Regions from separate parts of the Mus musculus genome. Here regions 2, 3, 4, 5 and 6 are each linked to region 1. A link is a contact called in public Hi-C data. All regions are on one chromosome and are shown on one strand. The core of a region is the stretch at or near the end of the contact, and the rest is flanking DNA. Distances in the headings are between cores, read along the strand shown.

Region 1 (2,987 bases), core at 234-2,733:
TGTGTGTGTGTGTGTACACGCATTCGCATAAATGCACATATGTGCACACATGCCAATATTTGACATAGGATGTAAGTGAGTCCTTAGGCTTAGCTAGATAGCTCAGTCTTGTTCAGAGGCAAGAGAACTTAATGAAATTTCTGTCATTTGCAGCTCTCAAGATATTCATAGCTTTCTATTGATATATGACAAAATTTGCGGCTTAAAACAATACCTAATAATTAATTCTCACGTTTCAGCTCAGAAGTGTACTGTGTCATACATGTCTCAGTTTGCACAGAGCACCACGGTTTTGACATTGAGATGCATTCAAAAGATCCTGTCCCAAACCCATTCTGTTGGAAACATTTCATTTCATTGTAAGATCTAGTCATTATAGGACTGCTAACTAGCTCTTGTTTTCCTGCAGGTCTTCAGCTTCTGTGGACTTCTTTGTTCCTTGTTCTGTATCTATTTTCAGTTCCGAACAAGCATCAGTATGTCAGAACATGTTTTCACTCTCTGACTTTCTTTTCAGATGTCAGCTCCAGGAAACTCTGTGCTTACACAAGGTACAATTGTTTATATTGGGGTCATCTTCCCAGTATCCATGGAAATCGCTCATCAGTGGTACTTGTGTTAGTATTTGACTGCATCAGTGATAAGAAACGTTGCACAGAGGCTAGGAGTCATAGAGATATTTTAAAATCTGCCTGCTGTATTGGCACCTTACAGAAAAATGAAAACAAGTCAAAACAAATGATCAGATAAGTTACCAATTTTGGTGATAGGAGCTGGGTGGTAGGTAGGACATGTACTTTCTTTTATCATCACTGGACGGTCTGTGTTGCCAAACTTGCTATATAGTAGATTAATTAATATAAATGTGAGACAACTATTTGGTTTTTGCTTCAGAACTCATGACTCTTGATCACACAGCCTCCTATAGTGGTGGTTCTCAACCTGTGGTCGTGACCCTCACAGGGCAGATATCTTGAATGTTACATATTTTCATTATGATTCATAGCAAACTTATAGTTATGAAGTAGCAATAAAATAATTTTATAGTTGGGGATCATGAGAACACTGTAAGGAGCTGCATTAAAAGGTTGCAGCATTAGAAAGGTTGAGAATCACTGCTTCAGAGTCTTGGTCACAGTCCTTGATTCATGGCTGCCATTTTCTTCATTGATTTCCAGTTTTGTTATCATGATTAAAATAATAATTATCATTCATTGAACTTTTTCTGTAGCATGTCATAGGTATCTTAGGCTGCTTATTCTTTTAACAACTGTGATCTAATTATTAGTATGTCTAATACATCACTATGCTCATAACCATTTGGGATATGAGTATCCAATACTCTGCTTGTCTGATTCGTAAAGTTTAGTGTTAATATTATATCTGTGTCTTTGGGGAATGTGATAAACCAGGTATAGTCAGAGGGTTGTCTTGGGATGCTTAGAGTTAGTACTCACATCTCTCACTTCCGGCCTTCTCTTTCTAGCATCAGGCAGTGACTAACACCATGCCCTCCCTCCCTTATGAGAAACAGTCCTGGGGGTGAACAACACATTCCATGTCTATTTCCTCCGGCATTAGGAACTAATTGTGAACTAAGTGACCAAACCATCCTAATAGAATTGGCTTCTAAACAGCAAATTGTAAACTTGCATGAATCGGGATCATGTGTCCTCTAAGCCCCTTCCCTTTCTCTTTTAATTGAGTTTCACTCCAGCATTATCTGTTGAAGGGAACAATGGGATGCCCTGTTTTGAGAGTGAGTCAGGCCCAGCTGCTATGAAAATAATATGTTTGAGAAAATGGACTTGACATTTGATGGCCTTATGACTCTTCTGACAGGATATAATCAACTCATTAGGGAGAAACAGAAGCCCTTGTTGTACAACCACGTTATTCTGAGCATGACAGAACTCCTAAGCTGGTGGGTGAGTGTTCAAGGCACATTGGGACTTCGTCTTCTGTGGCCAGCAAGCAGTGTGGCTGCTTTTACTGTCTCTTTCTCTGGCCACTGCCCTCCAGCTGATGAAAGGGAAATGTTACTTTCTAAAGCCCACAGTTCCTTTGTTTGTTTTCTGCTGTTTCACCCCAGAAGACTGAATTTATGAAAAGAACTTGGTTTTTCAGGGATGCTCTCAGCCTTTCTTCCACTCAGACACAGCGGGGGCAGCTCTCCTGGGAGGGTGATTGGAAGCAGGAAGTAGCAGTTGGGATTCCTGATTCCAGTTCCCAGGCCCACCCCTAGTTTTCTGTGGGACTCTCAAGGGTTCATGGTAGACTCTTTGCTTAGTCTCCCACCATAAAACTTCAACCTCCACTGCTTGCTGATTTTGCCTGAGTTTTTGCCTCAGCAGGAATATGAAGGGAAGGAAAGTCAGATTTCCACATGGGAGTAATAGTCACTTTTAGGTATCACAAGCATCAGACAGATAATTCCTGGCATAGTCCTTGGCATGTCTCTTAGGCTTTTTACTAGATTTATTGCCTGGAAGTTGTGGTTCCTTTAAGTTCTCTATTTGATCATTAAATATGTACTAGACATTTTGTTTCTTAAAAATACTTTTAAGTGCAATCGTTTTAAATATCAAATCGAGTCATTACACCAATGATGATGTGTCTGTGTGTGTCAGGAATTCTGGTTTGCAACACTCATTCTTAAGAATGTTCTCAATTATTTCGATTCACTATATTGTAACTTCCACCAGAAAAAAAGACAGTGTCTCTTTCCCACCACGGAGCCTCAAGCATCTTTAACAGGGTCTTTCTCAGCCTTTCTTGCAGGTGTGAAAATGATTGAATGAAGTAATTGACTAATTTTATTTTATTTTTTAGAATTTATTTTATTACATGTGTGAGTGTTTTTTCCTCATGTATGTGTGCCATATGGATGTCTGGTGCCTGTAGAGGTCAGAAGAGGATGTTGGATCTCCTGAAACTGGAGTTACAGTCACCACCATGTGGGTGATGTGAGCCATCTCCAGGGGCTC
Region 2 (2,819 bases), core at 219-2,718, 770 kb after region 1:
TTATAATAGTATGATTAACATTAATACCTTAAGGGAGAAAATATTCATTTGACCCACAGTTTCAGAAATTCACACAGCCTTATAGCCCCACACACATAAGAAGATATCGTGGGAACTGTCATTTGTGGCAGCAATGCAACCTTACAAAAGGCAAGAAGCAGAGGAGTAGACAGAAAGGGTCCAGGAACAAGATACCCCCAAGGTCTCATTCTAAGTGACCTTGCCCTAGCTATACCTCACCTCCTAAGTCTCTACCACTTCCCACAGTAACTCCATCAGCCAAGGATCTAGGATTCAACACATGAGCCTATGGAGAACACTCATACTCAAACCACATAGGCAATGGTCTATCTACTTTACATGAAAGATATTAATCTACTTATACCATTTGAAAATGATGAAATTTGAGGAAGAATCTCAGGCTTGCCTGGCTTTGAAAGTGAACTTTCCTGTTTCATTGTTGTGTAGCCTTGGACAAGATTCAGGGAATTTACATAGTTGAATCAGATCAGAACCCTGAGTTACAACTCCAGCTTCTCTCCTACTCCTGGCTGTGCCATATTGGCCTCATAAATTTCTTCAAACATGGAAAGCAAGTTCTTTCTCCTTGATTTCATTTGCCTTGCCTTTGCCCTTTAGATTTTTATCCTTTATTTACCTGATCACGTTCTCTTTTGCTGGTCAACTCTCTGCTCCACTGATGCCCACCACAGAGGTCTATCTTTAAGCTTCTTATCTTGCTTATTTAATTCATATGCTTATTTTTTCTCCTGCAAATAAATCAACAGATCCATGAAAGAGATTTCCCTCTCATTGCATTGTATCTGCAAAAGGTTAGCTAGAACAATGTCTGAAATATAGGCAATTATAAATACACTTTTACTAAATAAGAGAAATATCCATATGTACTTAAGATGGGGCCCAAAGAAACTAGTCTGCACAAATACAGAAATTAATATTAAGAGGGAAAGAAATTAAATATGTAAAACCTAGCTCTAAATTAAAACTTAGTAAAGGTGACATGGAGGCACATTTACAGGTACTATAGACAAAACAAGAGACACTTGTGCTTGGTGGTACACATCTATAATTCCAGCAGTTAGTAGGTGATAGAGGCAGGAGAATCAAGGGTAAATGATCATCATCAGGCTACAGTTTAAGGAATGGGTAGATCCTGGGCCTCTTGAAGCCCTATGTTTAAAAGAAACTATAGTAAGGGATGTGTAAGAATCAGGAGGCAGAATGGACAACTTGGCTGTGTTTTTCCACAGAGACTATCCCAGGGGGTTTCGTAAACCTCTAGCATAAAGATAACTTTACCACACATGACAGAAACTGAGCAGCATTTTAGATGGAAGGCAAGGGGCTCCATGGAAGATGGGGATCCTAGCAGGAAGAGGATGCTTCAAGACCATTAACAGAGTGTGATGTGATAAATGCATCCCTGACTTTTCTCAAGAACTGAACTCCATGACTCAGCCCTGTAGCATTTCTTTTATTTGGTAAGAAACAAACTTCTCTCTGGAAGATCTCAGTAGAATGGCCAATAAAAATAACAGGAAGCATTCTGTTCCATAACTGAATCTTCATGTGTCATAAGGACATTTGTCACTCCTGCACACAGCTCACTGCTGCTAACTCCAGATGTCCAGGAAGTCCAGTCAATCTTATGGAGAATTAAGCAGTGATAAGTTCCTACAGTTGTCTTTGTCTAGACTTCAATATTGATCATGGAGCAGACAAATTGGAGGAACGAGGTAGAGAGGCCTTCTCATGTCTTACATGTTAAGTGCAAATACTCAGCAGAAAGTGACCTTTAATGAATGCAAATCTACTTTATAAGGTATCACATCTGTGACTCTTCAAAGTGTGTGCTAATGGGCAGCTAGATGTCCCTTTCTCTGTTTCCTCTGATTCACTTAGGGAAACTCCTGTGAGCCCACTAAGTGGTTTTATACGTTTCTCATTGATATTTACTTGACAAGTGCTTGTCAGGGTCAGCCATTTGTCTTGGTGTTATAAGAGTGTAAAGGGTTAAAGCAGCAAACGTGGCTCATGATAAACAAGAACAACAAAAATCTTCATATTCCTGACAGCTGTGACTGTCAAGCCCAACACACTAGAGGAAATTAAGTTAAGAGGAAATTAAGAGGAGTCACTATGGTAGGGTAACTAAAGTATCACCATGTACCCAGTGCCCACTTATGCCTGTATATTTGAATTCCCTCTGACTAAATCTTATTACCTGTATGATAAAATTAATACTTTGCCTATTTTATAAAAGCTATATAGACATTGACCGTATGTTGGCATTTAACAACAAATATATATTTATTAAGAACTATTTACCAAATATCTAATTCAATGTAAAGCTTTTGAGACTAACAAAGGCCACAAGAAAGAATGTGGCAAGAGTTATGTTCTCAGATTTTTACAGTCATTCCCCATTTTTAAGAACAAGGGATTCTTATTTGGTTAAAATGTCTGGACTTGTAAGACCTTAGAGATCTTAAGTCTAATTGCCCAGAGAAAAACATTATCATTTCTTCAGCAAATACATAACTGATTATTCAGTCTTTCTTCTCAAATAAGTTTTTGAGTTTTCTTGACATTCAGAGATGTTAGTTCATAAGACTTTGAAGCATCCATGGGGGATTGTTTCTAGAATACTCTATAGGTTCCCAGGCCATACATTCAAATCTCCTACACACACACACACACACACACACACACACACACACACACACACACACTATGAACATCTACATATACTCTTCATATTCTCTTTCAAACTTAAAATATCTCTAGATTATATATAA
Region 3 (2,954 bases), core at 325-2,824, 600 kb after region 1:
AGTGGTTATTCCTGGAGTATGTGGCTTTGTGGTATGTGGTATGGGATAGATGTTTCAAATAATAACTATTCTGAGAATATACTCGAAGAAGAGAAGCAGTTGAGACTCAGCCAAATCAAAAGATATGTGCAAAAATCAGTTTATCTAGAAACCAACAATGCTCCACACTTCTCATTTATAAAGCACTCCTAGACCTAATATGCATTGTACATCAGCCTAAAACAAACACTTTCTAAGGACCCTTGTCAGCTGGATGAACTACCATAGGAAAAAGAGTAAAGCACAGAAGACTCATCTATACTCCTACAGAGGGACATGAAAACACTCTGCCATTCGGTGGTATTTCTGTCTAGTAGTCTCAGTCTGGAAATCTGCTCTCTAAAGAAATTTCAAAAGTAGTTTCTCTTGAAAAGTAATTAGGGAGCCAGATTTTTTAATGCTTTCCATTTATTTGTAGAAAGAGAGTGTTTTTTTAGTTTACTTACTTATTATTATTTTTCAAACGTGCTCATTCCCAGTTTCCTCTCTGTAAACATCTCATTCCATCTTCACTTTCCTTTGCCTCTAATAGGGTACTCTCCCACCCACCTACCCAATCCTGCCTCACCTCTTTAGCACCCTCCTTCGATGGTACAACAGGCCTCCAGAAGACCAAGCATCTCTGCTCCTGTTGATGCCAGATAAGGCAATCCTCTCCTACATATGTAGTGGGAGCCATGGACTTACCCATGTATACTCTTTGCTTGGCTTGGTCCCTGGAGAGACCAGTTAGTTGATACTGTTTTTTTCCCCCTATAGGGTTGCAGTCCCCTTCAGCTCCTTCAGTCCTTCCATAACTTTATTTCTTATACAGTATGTCTGAAATATTTCTTCCATTTGAGGTATTGATTAACTACTTTTCAACATGAAAAAAAAAAACCTTAAATTCCTTAGATGTCAATCTTCTAAAGGTAACTTAAACATCACAGGCGGGGAGAGTTAGTATATTACTGAAGGCAATGCACTGAAGTTGGGGCTCAAGATACCCAACAGAAATGACTGTTCTGTTCCTAGCATCGCTTCGGTTCTATATTTTCGTCAGCTTCTGTACCAGTTTCCTATCAGATTCTTTTGTTTTTGATGAAAGCCAGCTTTGAAATTTTGCCATCCCAAATTACTTGGATACTTAACTGATTACTGAGAGGCAGTCAAATGGAAGTTGGTAATCTGTGCCAAATTACGAAGACAGTGATCAGAACTAGGGACACTCTCAGAACAAGGATGCTCCAAAGATCCAAAGAGCCGAGTTACCTTTTCTAGAGCTAAGGGTTTGGATTGATCATTTTCAAATGACTGAAGAAATGCTTTGTTTAAAAAGAAAAAAAAAAAACAGTAAATTGAGCATAAAGGTAGAATTTAGGTGTCCTTGTGAAACAAGAGAGACACCTGCTTTGGGAAAAACTGGAGAAAGAACCTCAAAGTCATAGGGAGGTTTAGAGCAAATGCTGTTTGGCATAGAATGGATGTGGTGAGTACCAACAGGCATGCTCCTACCTGTGGAATACAGACTGCTTGGCCACTTGGTGGAGGTGTTGGAGAAGGTATTATGTATCACCATAGAGTTGAGCTCTGTGACCTGACAGTGCCTTTGAACTCTGAAATATTATAAGCCTACAAATTTAAATCTAGTCTATTCTGGCTGAGGAGCTTTGCAGGGTAAGGTGGAACTTTCAGTAAAAGAAAAACAAAATCCAAAGAAATGGTCTTTAATACCAAAAGACTAGAATCACTGAATGTTGTAGCTAACACAGAACTTACCAGAGGTCTCCTCAACTGCCCCTCACTCTAAAAATGCTCATGCACAGGCCTTGAGAGTTTAAATGACCTAAGCAAACTGACATCATGTGGGAGTTCAGATTTCAAATGAGAGTTGAGATAAATATACATATGTTCCACAGAACTCTTCCAGGAAACTCTATTTTAAGAGAGCTGTAATAATCCACTCTTCCAATATTTTGTTTACATATAAAGCACACTTGGCTCTTTTTGTTCAATTTGTCAATGATTCATGATAATCAAAGGGTTGAAAAGCTCATTGGAAATTGTCTTTACGTCCAATGATACCTTTACGTTTCTGAGAAAAGTTTAGGAGCTTGTGCAAGCTTGTTTTTTCTCCTTCTGTAACAAGACAGTCTAAGAAAAACAAACTTAGTGGGTGGGTGAAAATATTTGTTTGATTTATACTTCCAGGGTATAGTCCATAATTGAGTAAAGTCAGGGTAGAAACTGAAGCCATAGAGGAGTACTACTTACTGGTTAAGTCTCTGGCTTCCTCATCTGCCTAAGGATAGTGCCATTCACTGTACTGGATTTTCTCATTCTGATTATTAACCAAGACAATCTGTCACAGATAAAACAACAGACTCACTCACCTGATGCAAGGAAATTCTTCAGTTTCAGCGTTTCAAGGTGAATTTAAGTGCTATTAATAAAAATAATAAACAATAAACTAAACAGGACAGGAGTGGATCAGTAAATTAGCAAGATTTTTAGAATGGCTCCAGACAATCATTCCTAAATTTGCCTGGAAAGACAATTTGTAGGGTCCTTAGGGGGGATTGAAATGAGCTTGAAGAATCTGATTACAGGTAACAGTCATCCTCTCTTGGCATACAGCCAACCTAAAAGCCTTTGAATAACTTCCCATACTCACAATGGGGTAGAGGATGGAGGCTGTACCAGCGATTTCTCATTGTGAGAGCTTTGAGAAAAGTTCCTACCACAAGCACCTTTGTGGATTTGTAAAACAGCCAAAAGCAATCCAAATAACCGTGATGGGATAATCCTGGAAATATCTTTAAAACACCAACTTTGAAATAAATTGAGAAGATTACACAGAGTCCTAAAAGTCTCCACACTAGAGGGAAATGGTCAGTCTGTTCTGGGTCCCCTAGTTCTAATGTGAGTTCACATCT
Region 4 (2,846 bases), core at 38-2,537, 1.0 Mb after region 1:
TTTGGGAGTAAATCAGTATCTTCATTCACTAGTAAAGGATAAAGCACTCATGTGCCTCGTTAACAGCTTCAGACCGGTCAGTTCACGTGCGTTATGACTCAGCATCTGAACCTGACCCTCATAGTCAATGGTCTATTAAACTTTCCTGAGTCCCTGCTAAGTGCCAAACTTCCTATGAGACATAGACATCCACATGTGCACATGTGTGTCTTGCAAATAGCCTATTCGTAAACTCTGGAAAGATAAGCTCTCCATTTTCAAGGAAGGAAGCCAAGGCTTGATATCTCCCAAACTGGCTTAGCTACTAAAGGAGGGAGTTACCAATTGAAACTCTACTATTCTTTCTCCCTCTTTCAGAACCAAGTTACACTGCCACATCAAGTCACCATCATGAAAGCACCCAAGAAAAAGTCCCCAGTAGAGTTCAGGGACCAATGATGTCCTCAGTACTGACAACACAGCCAGGAGAAACTATATGCTTCTCACATTCTGGTTTAGATTTATCTAAGTATCTAACTACATAGTGGATGATTTATTTCAGAATTTCACAGTGTCTAGTTTGTTTTTCATAAAGCCACTTGGAAAATGGCTTACTTTAAAAATATTATTTTTGTCAAGAAAAAAAAATATTTGCTTCCTGCTTACCCACTATTTGGGGTGTTATGCTCAGGTCTCTTGGCAGAAAGAATACTCCAGCATGATCCTTGCCCTTGAAAAGCTGACACTCAGGCCAGGCGGTGGTGGTGCATGTCTTTAATCCCAGCACTTCGGAGGCAGAGGCAGGCAGATATCTGAGTTTGAGGTCAGCTTGGTCTACAAAGTGAGTTCTAGGACAGACAGGACTGTACAGAGGAACCCTGTCTCAAACAAAACAAAACAAAACAAAACAAAACAAAACAAAACAAAAAAACACAAAAGAAAAAAGAAAAAAAGAAAAGAAAAGAAAACCTGACACTCTATTGGATAGAGCAGGGCACAGGGCAAAAGATTACACAATCACAGGTCAGAGGACTGCCACAAAGGAGAAGTCCAGAATGAAATATGTGGGCGTATCAGGGTATATCTCAAGGTCGGGGGTCAAGGAGCCCATTACTGATAAAAAGATACTTAAGAGCAAGCATAAGGATGAGGAAAAGGAAGCATAAGGATTAGCAACTGAAGGGGTGGGTATTCATTCCCAAGGGATGAAACAGCACTTGTGACTTCCCCAAGATAGGAAGAAACGCCACAGCATTTGAGGAACAGAAAGAAGGCTAGTATGGCTGAAGCATAGTGAAATGGAAAGGAAATGAGAGGCAGGGCAACGGGAGGATGGCATGGTGTTAAAAAGGAGGAGCCTGGGTTGGCTCAACACTCTCCTGTCCAAATACAGCCCAAGGCTCACTCTGGCATCTGATATGTACCAAAGCTAACTTGGAACCAGTAAAAGTTTACTTAATTGAATTGTCTCAGTTGTCTTCTGATAACTTCTTTCTCTTCCCCAAAATCATCTTATTTTCTAAGGAGCAGAGAAGTGGAGAGTGGGAATCTATCTCCTTCCAAACTGGATGGATTGCTTAGACCTCTGTGTATTTGTGCCTAGAAGAAAATATACTGACCAAAAAAAAAAAAAAGAAAACCAACTAACTTCATTCTCTCTCTCTCTCTCTCTCTCTCTCTCTCTCTCTCTCTCTCTCTCTCTCTCTCTCTCTCTCTCGGAGAATACAAGTTAAGAAGTCTCATTTATGGATGAGACGTAATGGGTCTGGACCTAACATTTATCAGCTATGCTTCACCGTCTTTCCTCTCTGAAACAAGAAGGGTACATCAATCATGCACAGGTAGCTGATTGCTGTAACAAACATCATAAAAGCAAATCACTTGCTACTATAATGTCTGAAGTTTCTATTCCTAAATTGGTGGCTAGCTTTTGTCCACACAGTGAATAGGGAATTTCCTTTCCTCCCAAGTCTATGCTCATCAGACTGGCAGAACAACACAAATGCCAGCCCAGGCTACTATACCCAGCAAAATTCTCGATTACCATAGATGGAGAAACCAAAGTATTCCATGACAAAACCAAACTCACACAATGTCTTTCGACAAATCCAGCCTTTCAAAGGCAGATCACATAAAAGCAAACAGAAGTATGTATAGCCTGGGTTTGAAAGTGAAAATAGCTTTTCCCTTAGAGTTGATTCCACAATCACACCTAAGTACAAGGATGTCTATAGAGTGCCTGTGAAGAAGAAGGAGGAGGAGGAGGAGGAGGAGGAGGAGGAGGAGGAGGAGGAGGAGGAGGAGGAGGAGGAAGAAGAAGAAGAAGAAGAAGAAGAAGAAGAAGAAGAAGAAGAAGAAGAAGAAGAAGAAGAAGAAGAAGAAGAAGAAGAAGAAGAAGAAACAACCATAAGTGGCTAATCAGCCATCTTGAATACTACACAAAAATAATAGAAAGACATTGCCAGTAAATCAGCTTGCTTTCCCTTTACAAAACCTTATCCTCTCAGTACAGGAATGGCAATGGCAATGGATAAGACAGCATCTTCCAGCCCATCTAGAAATTCCTGCAAGCATTATAGGACGCTTGCTCCTCTACCAACAGTCACCTAATCATTCAGTCTGTTTATCTTCCTTCCTGAAAGTATCTAAAAATCCTTCCATTATTATGGTTATTGTCACTGTCATCTATTTTCTCTCATCTGAGCCACTCAAGTGTGTTTACATTGCCTACAACCACAGTGGCTCCCTTCCATCAGTCTTCACCTCCTTCCTCACCTCCACCTCCAGACTACCCTCCCTAGAGCTTCCATTGGTTGGCTCTTCCCAACAGATGCCCAATTCAGTGGGCACTGGACTACTTCAAATTC
Region 5 (3,181 bases), core at 111-2,610, 830 kb after region 1:
ACAGAAGCTATCTCTGACTTTGTTGCCTGCCACTGTATCCCACTCCCCTAAATGGTCTGCCTGACTGGGCTTCAGTGAGAGAGAATATGCTTAGTTCCTCATGGGACTGGATGTCCCAGGGCAGGGAAGTACCCAAAGGTGGCTTCCCCTTCTCTAAGAAGAAGGGGGGGGGGGGGGTAAAGAGGAGAGAAATTTCTAAGAGCAGGACTGGGAGGAAACAGGGGACAGGCTAGGATTGGGATGTACAGTGAACAGATAAATTAATGGGAAAAAAACAGAACTGAAGCACTTCATTGTGGATCCAAAGGAAAGAAGGGTCAGTTGTAGTTAGAGGAGTGGGCCTGATGGGTGTTCCAAGAAGGTTCCTTATATAAGATGAGCATACAGAAGTTTGCCAGAGAAAATATAGCAGAGAGGACATTTCAGGCAGGGATAAACCTTGTGTGACAGGACTGAAAGATTCCAAGCAGCACAGAGTCCTGATGCTAATTACACTCAAAGAGGATGCATCGCAAAGAAAAGACAGGACTAGGGAAGCTCAGGACAGAAAATAATGAGTTGATTTGAACTCTTATTCGTTTATCAACATTGAGCTGTGTGGTTGGGACAGGAGCAAAACTGATTTGGGGGACAGGAAAAGCAATTGAAAAGTGTGTGTGGGGGAGCAGTTTAATAATTCAGTAAATATAGATTAGCTCATTTGCTGCAGATCCTCCACCAAGCTAAAGTGCAAAATAAGCCTGGTCCCACATGCTTAGATCCCCTTCCTCAAGGAGGGATGACTGAGAGTAAACAAGCATAGTAATAAACATAATTTAAATGAAGGGGTTTAGGGAGGAGGTGTTGCTGGCCTTTAAAACCATTCGGTGCAAGAGCTAAGCGTATCTGCAGTAAGTCAGAAGTGAGATACATTGTTTTCTCATAGATAATTGAGTGTCCAAAGAATCTAGTGATTCAGACAGTATCGGTCACAATTTACTGGGGCAGGCAGGAAGGAGAAGGGTAGAGAGCCAACACTTTTGCTTCATGTGAAATCACCCAGTGAAGAAGAGCGTCAGGATGAAAGGCAGAACGAACGGGAGATTCCCAAAAGATGTCTTTGCTCACTCGTCATGCCAGCTACTTGCCCTTTACCTGGAAGACTCGGGTTTCATCAAAGAGTGTTTTAGCCTTTCATCCCCTTCTCTCCCAGGCTAAACTGGTTTGTTGAACTTTATTGGCCTGAGCTGTGCAGCGGGGTGACATTACAGCAGGGATGGAAACTTGCTCTTCCTTGCATCAGAAAAGCACAGCACATCTTGGCAATGAGCTGTCTGTGTGGACGGTGACTCAGCTCCAGCATCTCTCAGTGATGCTTTAAAACAGGGGCAGGGTAGCTTTAACAAGGTCTCAAGCCAGTCACCCTTCAGCAAGCTACTGAGCACAAGGAAGCAGTTGAGCTGACAATGCTGGCTCTCTCCGAAGTGAAAGAGCACAGCCCATCCATGGAGTGAAAAAGCAGGACCTGCAGGTCCGGGCAACACTTGATATGCTGGTCAAGAGCAGTGTGAGCAGCATTTGTGCCTCTCACCTGGACAGTGGCCCTGAGAGCAGGCATGTGACTGGCTGACTCACTCTACCCCAGCACAAACCAACCAGGAGGCAATGCTTGTGAGCTGAGAAGACAGAGGGTTTGTGAACTGCAATGAGTTTTACCATTGCCTCCTGTGGAAACAAATGGGCTTGAGAGCCAACTGATTAACTCAATAGTTCAGTCCAGTTCCTCAGCAGCCACATAGACAGAACCTATCTGCATCTATGTTCAGAAAATCAAGGCAGGGGTAAGAAGATAGTCTTGCTTGTCAGAGGTCCTTTTCTATGAACCTAGTATGTGGCTGATGTCATCTGGTATATTGCTCGTGACTTACACGTGATTGTGACATCTCACCCATAAGGTGTTTGTATGAATCATGAAATAATAGGTGGAGAGCTCAGCACTACAGACCTGTTATTGTTATAATTGTTATTACTGTAAGTTTTATCTCCTATTACATAGGTCAAAGCCTGTAGGTAGGGAACGTTTGGCAGGGCTGTAACCTAGCTCTGTCCAGTCCCCCAGTTCTTGGCCTCAATCAAGTGAAAACACTGCTTTCTTGTCTCTCCCCTTTTCTCCAGAGGTTGGATGAAATCTCTGGAGAAATGAATACAAAAGGAAAAAAAAAACAATAATTTAGTCCAGTGATTCTTAAAATGTTAATGAATTAAAATAATGCATCCATAAGAAAATATTTTATAAATACTCAAGAAATATTTATATAGCCTTCATCTTACTTTTATGGGAACTTATTTTAAAAACAGACGTACCTTTTTTTTCCTGCTCAATTTGGAATATCCCAAATACATGCAGAACTCACTGCCATGCCAGTGCAGGTAACAAGCATCAATAACACACTAAGTTCTGTTGATGTATGCTAGGTTTCAGATACAACCGCCAGCCTCTTGCATGCACTGTCTCTTTAGCACTTAGAATAATTCCTTGTGACAGGAATTATTAATCCAGTTGTACAGAGATACAGGAGCTCAGCCACATCTGGTAATTTGGCCAAAATTACATAACTGAAAAGAAGAATAGAGCTAAGAAGCAAGCTCAGGGCTGAGTGAGACACATACCTCCTCGACCACTCGAGCTGGTTCCTGGATGGTTGCTCTTGAACTCTCTGCATTCAAATATGAAGCAAGCTAGTCTGACTAGATGCGTTTAGTAGGAACAGGAGTCCCACCCGCCAGCGTTAGCAAGTAGATGTTTCCAGCTGCAATCAGAGAAACTCCATTTGATCCTTGAAATGATATTTTGTATAGGTTCCTATTCTACCATTTCTATCCCTTGGTAAAGGAAGAGCGTGTCTCTCAGCAGAGGCTTCTCCATCTCTTCCTCCTGAGGCCACTTGGGCAGTTGTCGCTGACAGCAGGCTAACTCCCTCTGTTCTTCAGTCACATGCCACTTTCCTAAAAGCTGAAAACCTTCTCCTTTACCAGAGCATGTTTAGATATCCTTGTCAAAGAGTAAAATAACAATGCCCTGCCATTTTGCCTTTTCCTTCCAAGGTGTTTGAAGGGATCCAAATCAAACACAGATTGGTTTGAGGTCATGGAAGGAGCAAGCCCAAGGGCAATCTACTGTTAACTCACTGCTCACGTCTTA
Region 6 (3,145 bases), core at 320-2,819, 940 kb after region 1:
TAGTCAATAGAGTGCTGGCATCTTCCTCCAGTTCCTAGTCTGCTTCTGGCAATATGATATGGCAACTCTGCCCATCACAAGATGAAGCCCACATTCCCAACCTTGCATCTGCCCTGTCCTTAGCTCTTACTTTGCAAAAGAAAACATGGAAGAAATGAACAGTTCTTTGCCTCAGCCTCCAGAGACCTTGAGCAATACTTCAGTTGCTTGGAAACCTAAGGACAAGCTTAGACTAGCCTGGTGAAGATCAGGATAAATCCCTGCTGAAGCTATCCAGTGCCCAGCATCCCTTAGTTCCACCAGCTGGCAACTGAAAAAAAAAAAAAAAAAAAAAAAAAAAGAACAGACAAGACCAGCCAAACCCAGCCCAGGATTATCAGAACTGTCCAGCTCCTCTGTCGACTCAAGAAAAATAATAATTACTTTTTAAGCACCAGTGTTGTTGTGGTTTGTTATGAAATAATAGTTAGCTGATAAGGTATGGCTAAAATTTCCCCAGGGAACTTCCAGGTTCTAGCTTCTCATGGCCGATGAATCGCGATCCTGTATTTCAAGGTGTTGTAGGCTAGATTGTAAAAAGAAAATGCACACCAACCCTGTGGTCATCCAACACAAGTACTTTAAAAAGACATTGAAGACCAAGATATATCCTTGCTGGTAGGGAAGACAGAAGTTGGTTCTTCATATTTCCGAAGGCCTTTTCCATTTACTCCCGCACTTCCCCTCTTGAAATAAGAAATGAAGATTCAGAAAGGGCAATTCATTTTCCAAGTGCTTACCTGGAACCAGAGCAGAAGAAGAGGTGTTTGGATTTTAAAGGAATCGGCAGCCTATCTAGCATCCGAACTCACAGTTCTAATCCCAGTCCTTTCTATATCCAGGACATCAACTTGAAATTGAAGGGAGGACCCATGTTCAAGGAAAGAAAAGGAAAAATTCCATCTTTGTATTTAAAGTCTTACTTTACACTGAACTCTGAACTCAGCTCTAAATTCCAGTGCTGAGTTCAGTGCATCCGTCACCTTAACAGAGTTGTAGAAGGCTTAGTGGTACAAGGATTACAGCGCCTTGTGCTCATGGGTTCCTTTCTGCGGCTCAGCTCTGTACACTGCTGTGTCACTGACCTACTCAGAAACTCAGGTTTCAGCATAACAGATAAAATAGTCTCCAACAATCCCACTTCTAAGAGCTTCCCAGCTCAAGGTCTGAGAAACAAGTCTCTGAATGTCCAGGTTGATTCCTTATCTTGGACCTTACTGGGATCAGATTTTATACAGATTTTTGAGCTAAAGACCATGTCCTTCAGAGTGGGCACTCAGATTGGCTTTCTTTCTATTGAACAAAATAGTCATCTTCACATAGTCAGCATAATTAACCAGTATGTTTGAATGAGGGAATGAGGGAGCCTTGGTTGACAATGATTCAACTCCATCTACTCTGCTAAGGGACAAGACAAACCAGTAACACACACACACACACACACACACACACACACACCAGCTCCACCCCCTACATTCCATAGGCTGACTGTCATCTAACCAATAACCCTTCCTGGGAAGCAAGACATGGCCTGCAATTCCAGAGGCATGTGTACCCTGAGCATATAATTAAATCAGAGGCAAGGAGAGCTGGTGAAGCAGGGAGACAGGCACAGACTCTTCAATCTAGGAATGTTCACAGACCCTGTCATTACATCCTCCGCATGCTAATCTATCCCACTGGGACTCTATAAACTCGGTGACTCTAACTGTCCTGGTTGAAAAGTGCATTCGTCCTCTTCTACACTGTGGCTTTGCTCCTCCTCCTCCTTTCACTAAAAAAAAAAAAAAAAAAAATCTTTTCAAATCTTCACCAAGTGGATGATGCAGAGCACTGGAGGCAGTGTGGATCTGGGTGAAATTTATAAGAAATTGCTATCCTGCCTTCTCACCATGTGATCTGTGACTGACTACTTAACCTCTCTGAGTCCAGGTACTTAGATCTGTCAATGTCAGTAATAAAATCTGCCTCCTGTGGTCACTGACAGGATTACATGTCATTAAGAGCATGGCACTGGGAATATGGCAAGGTTTGACAAATATTCGTTCTTATCCCCTTTATAGACATGAAATATTCTGATTTCATTTCTCAAAGTCCAAGACAGAAATCGCCTTTAGAAATGGTAGTCTTAAAGTTTAAGCATAATCAGATAGTTCCCGAATTCTCTGGGTCACTCACTTCTTGTTAATTCAATTACTTATCTACTGAGCTTCTAATATCTGCCAAGTCCCCTCCTACTGCTGAGACACAGCAAGGAGTAAGAGGAGGTCCTTTGGCATAAAGAGTCAGTCTAGGGCTCGATAGCATTATCTGATAAGCAAAGCATCTAACTGCAACTGTATTTTAGCTACAGAGCAAGCGTTGCCACTGTTCTTGAATTGTTATGAAAATTCTGGACATGTACATGACATCTCTTTAAATAAACTATCAAGTCTATTGAAAGACATTATATTACCTAATAAGTCCTAAAATACTCCCTTTTTTGTGTGTGATTAAGGAGAAATCACTGAAGGGTAGAAAAGAAAGTGGTCTTTCCATTTTCCCTGTATTTGGCAACCTTTCTTGGAACCCACACTTATGGGTGCTCATGTTCTAGTGCTCGTTCTTCTGCTGAGATAGACACAGCATCATGGGGGCTATTCAAGCAAACTATAGGTCTTTCTTCCCAACTAAGTTTGTGTTGTCTGCAAAGTAGACATTGTAGCACCTTCTCATATGAACCTGATTTTCCCATGATGCCTTCAAAAGCAAGGATGACTTTTTATTGATAATTAATGACTCTGCATTTGGAAACTTCTGACCCCATAGTACATGATCAATAAATGGTAACAACTTTTAAAAAGCACATGCCTCTTACTCCTCTCAAATCTGGGGTTGAATGAACTATTGTGGTGTGTGCTGAGCTCAGATGGTCTGGGTACATTAGCTTCTGATGCATCATGATGCCAACTGGAAACTGGGGCATCTAGGGCATCTCAGTTAGAATGACTAGGTGGGGAGGGGGTCTATATGTCTTTTCAATAATGATGGAATCCCCTGAAGAAAAATGGATTAATAAGAGAGCACTTAATTTGTTTAATAGCACCAAGAGATATCCTGAGAAAAC

What was found. A called contact is a pair of places that touch in the nucleus more often than the background predicts.
Region 2: a contact with region 1 is called in a Hi-C map of the N1E-115 cell line, with 3 times the contacts expected there. The contact joins two enhancer-like sites.
Region 3: a Hi-C map of the N1E-115 cell line shows a contact between it and region 1, with 4 times the contacts expected there. The contact joins two enhancer-like sites. A contact is called at or near these places in 1 of 15 datasets of contacts at CTCF or cohesin (pro-B cells) and 1 of 484 Hi-C or Micro-C datasets (the N1E-115 cell line).
Region 4: a contact with region 1 is called in a Hi-C map of the N1E-115 cell line, with 15 times the contacts expected there. The contact joins two enhancer-like sites. A contact is called at or near these places in 1 of 484 Hi-C or Micro-C datasets (the N1E-115 cell line) and 1 of 115 datasets of contacts at active chromatin or transcription factors (pancreatic cancer cells).
Region 5: a Hi-C map of the N1E-115 cell line shows a contact between it and region 1, with 5 times the contacts expected there. The contact joins two enhancer-like sites. A contact is called at or near these places in 2 of 484 Hi-C or Micro-C datasets (the N1E-115 cell line and adipose-derived mesenchymal stem cells).
Region 6: a contact with region 1 is called in a Hi-C map of the N1E-115 cell line, with 8 times the contacts expected there. The contact joins two enhancer-like sites.

Annotation. Positions count from the first base shown.
Region 1 is chr15:63,399,392-63,402,378 of GRCm38.p6, reverse strand. No RefSeq gene overlaps it. Among named protein-coding and RNA genes, the nearest start is that of Gm41335, 44 kb to the right of the region's middle. Within about 2 kb of position 1,483, at least 29 of the 459 cell types and tissues checked have an H3K27ac peak or open chromatin away from gene starts, as enhancers often do. A contact at or near this core is called in the N1E-115 cell line, where this site is marked.
Region 2 is chr15:62,627,915-62,630,733 of GRCm38.p6, reverse strand. No RefSeq gene overlaps it. Among named protein-coding and RNA genes, the nearest start is that of Gm41333, 40 kb to the left of the region's middle. Within about 2 kb of position 1,468, at least 10 of the 459 cell types and tissues checked have an H3K27ac peak or open chromatin away from gene starts, as enhancers often do. A contact at or near this core is called in the N1E-115 cell line, where this site is marked.
Region 3 is chr15:62,801,586-62,804,539 of GRCm38.p6, reverse strand. No RefSeq gene overlaps it. Among named protein-coding and RNA genes, the nearest start is that of Gm22521, 9.9 kb to the right of the region's middle. Within about 2 kb of position 1,574, at least 12 of the 459 cell types and tissues checked have an H3K27ac peak or open chromatin away from gene starts, as enhancers often do. A contact at or near this core is called in the N1E-115 cell line, where this site is marked.
Region 4 is chr15:62,399,587-62,402,432 of GRCm38.p6, reverse strand. No RefSeq gene overlaps it. Among named protein-coding and RNA genes, the nearest start is that of Gm41333, 270 kb to the left of the region's middle. Within about 2 kb of position 1,287, at least 23 of the 459 cell types and tissues checked have an H3K27ac peak or open chromatin away from gene starts, as enhancers often do. A contact at or near this core is called in the N1E-115 cell line, where this site is marked.
Region 5 is chr15:62,567,705-62,570,885 of GRCm38.p6, reverse strand. No RefSeq gene overlaps it. Among named protein-coding and RNA genes, the nearest start is that of Gm41333, 100 kb to the left of the region's middle. Within about 2 kb of position 1,360, at least 71 of the 459 cell types and tissues checked have an H3K27ac peak or open chromatin away from gene starts, as enhancers often do. A contact at or near this core is called in the N1E-115 cell line, where this site is marked.
Region 6 is chr15:62,464,080-62,467,224 of GRCm38.p6, reverse strand. No RefSeq gene overlaps it. Among named protein-coding and RNA genes, the nearest start is that of Gm41333, 200 kb to the left of the region's middle. Within about 2 kb of position 1,569, at least 25 of the 459 cell types and tissues checked have an H3K27ac peak or open chromatin away from gene starts, as enhancers often do. A contact at or near this core is called in the N1E-115 cell line, where this site is marked.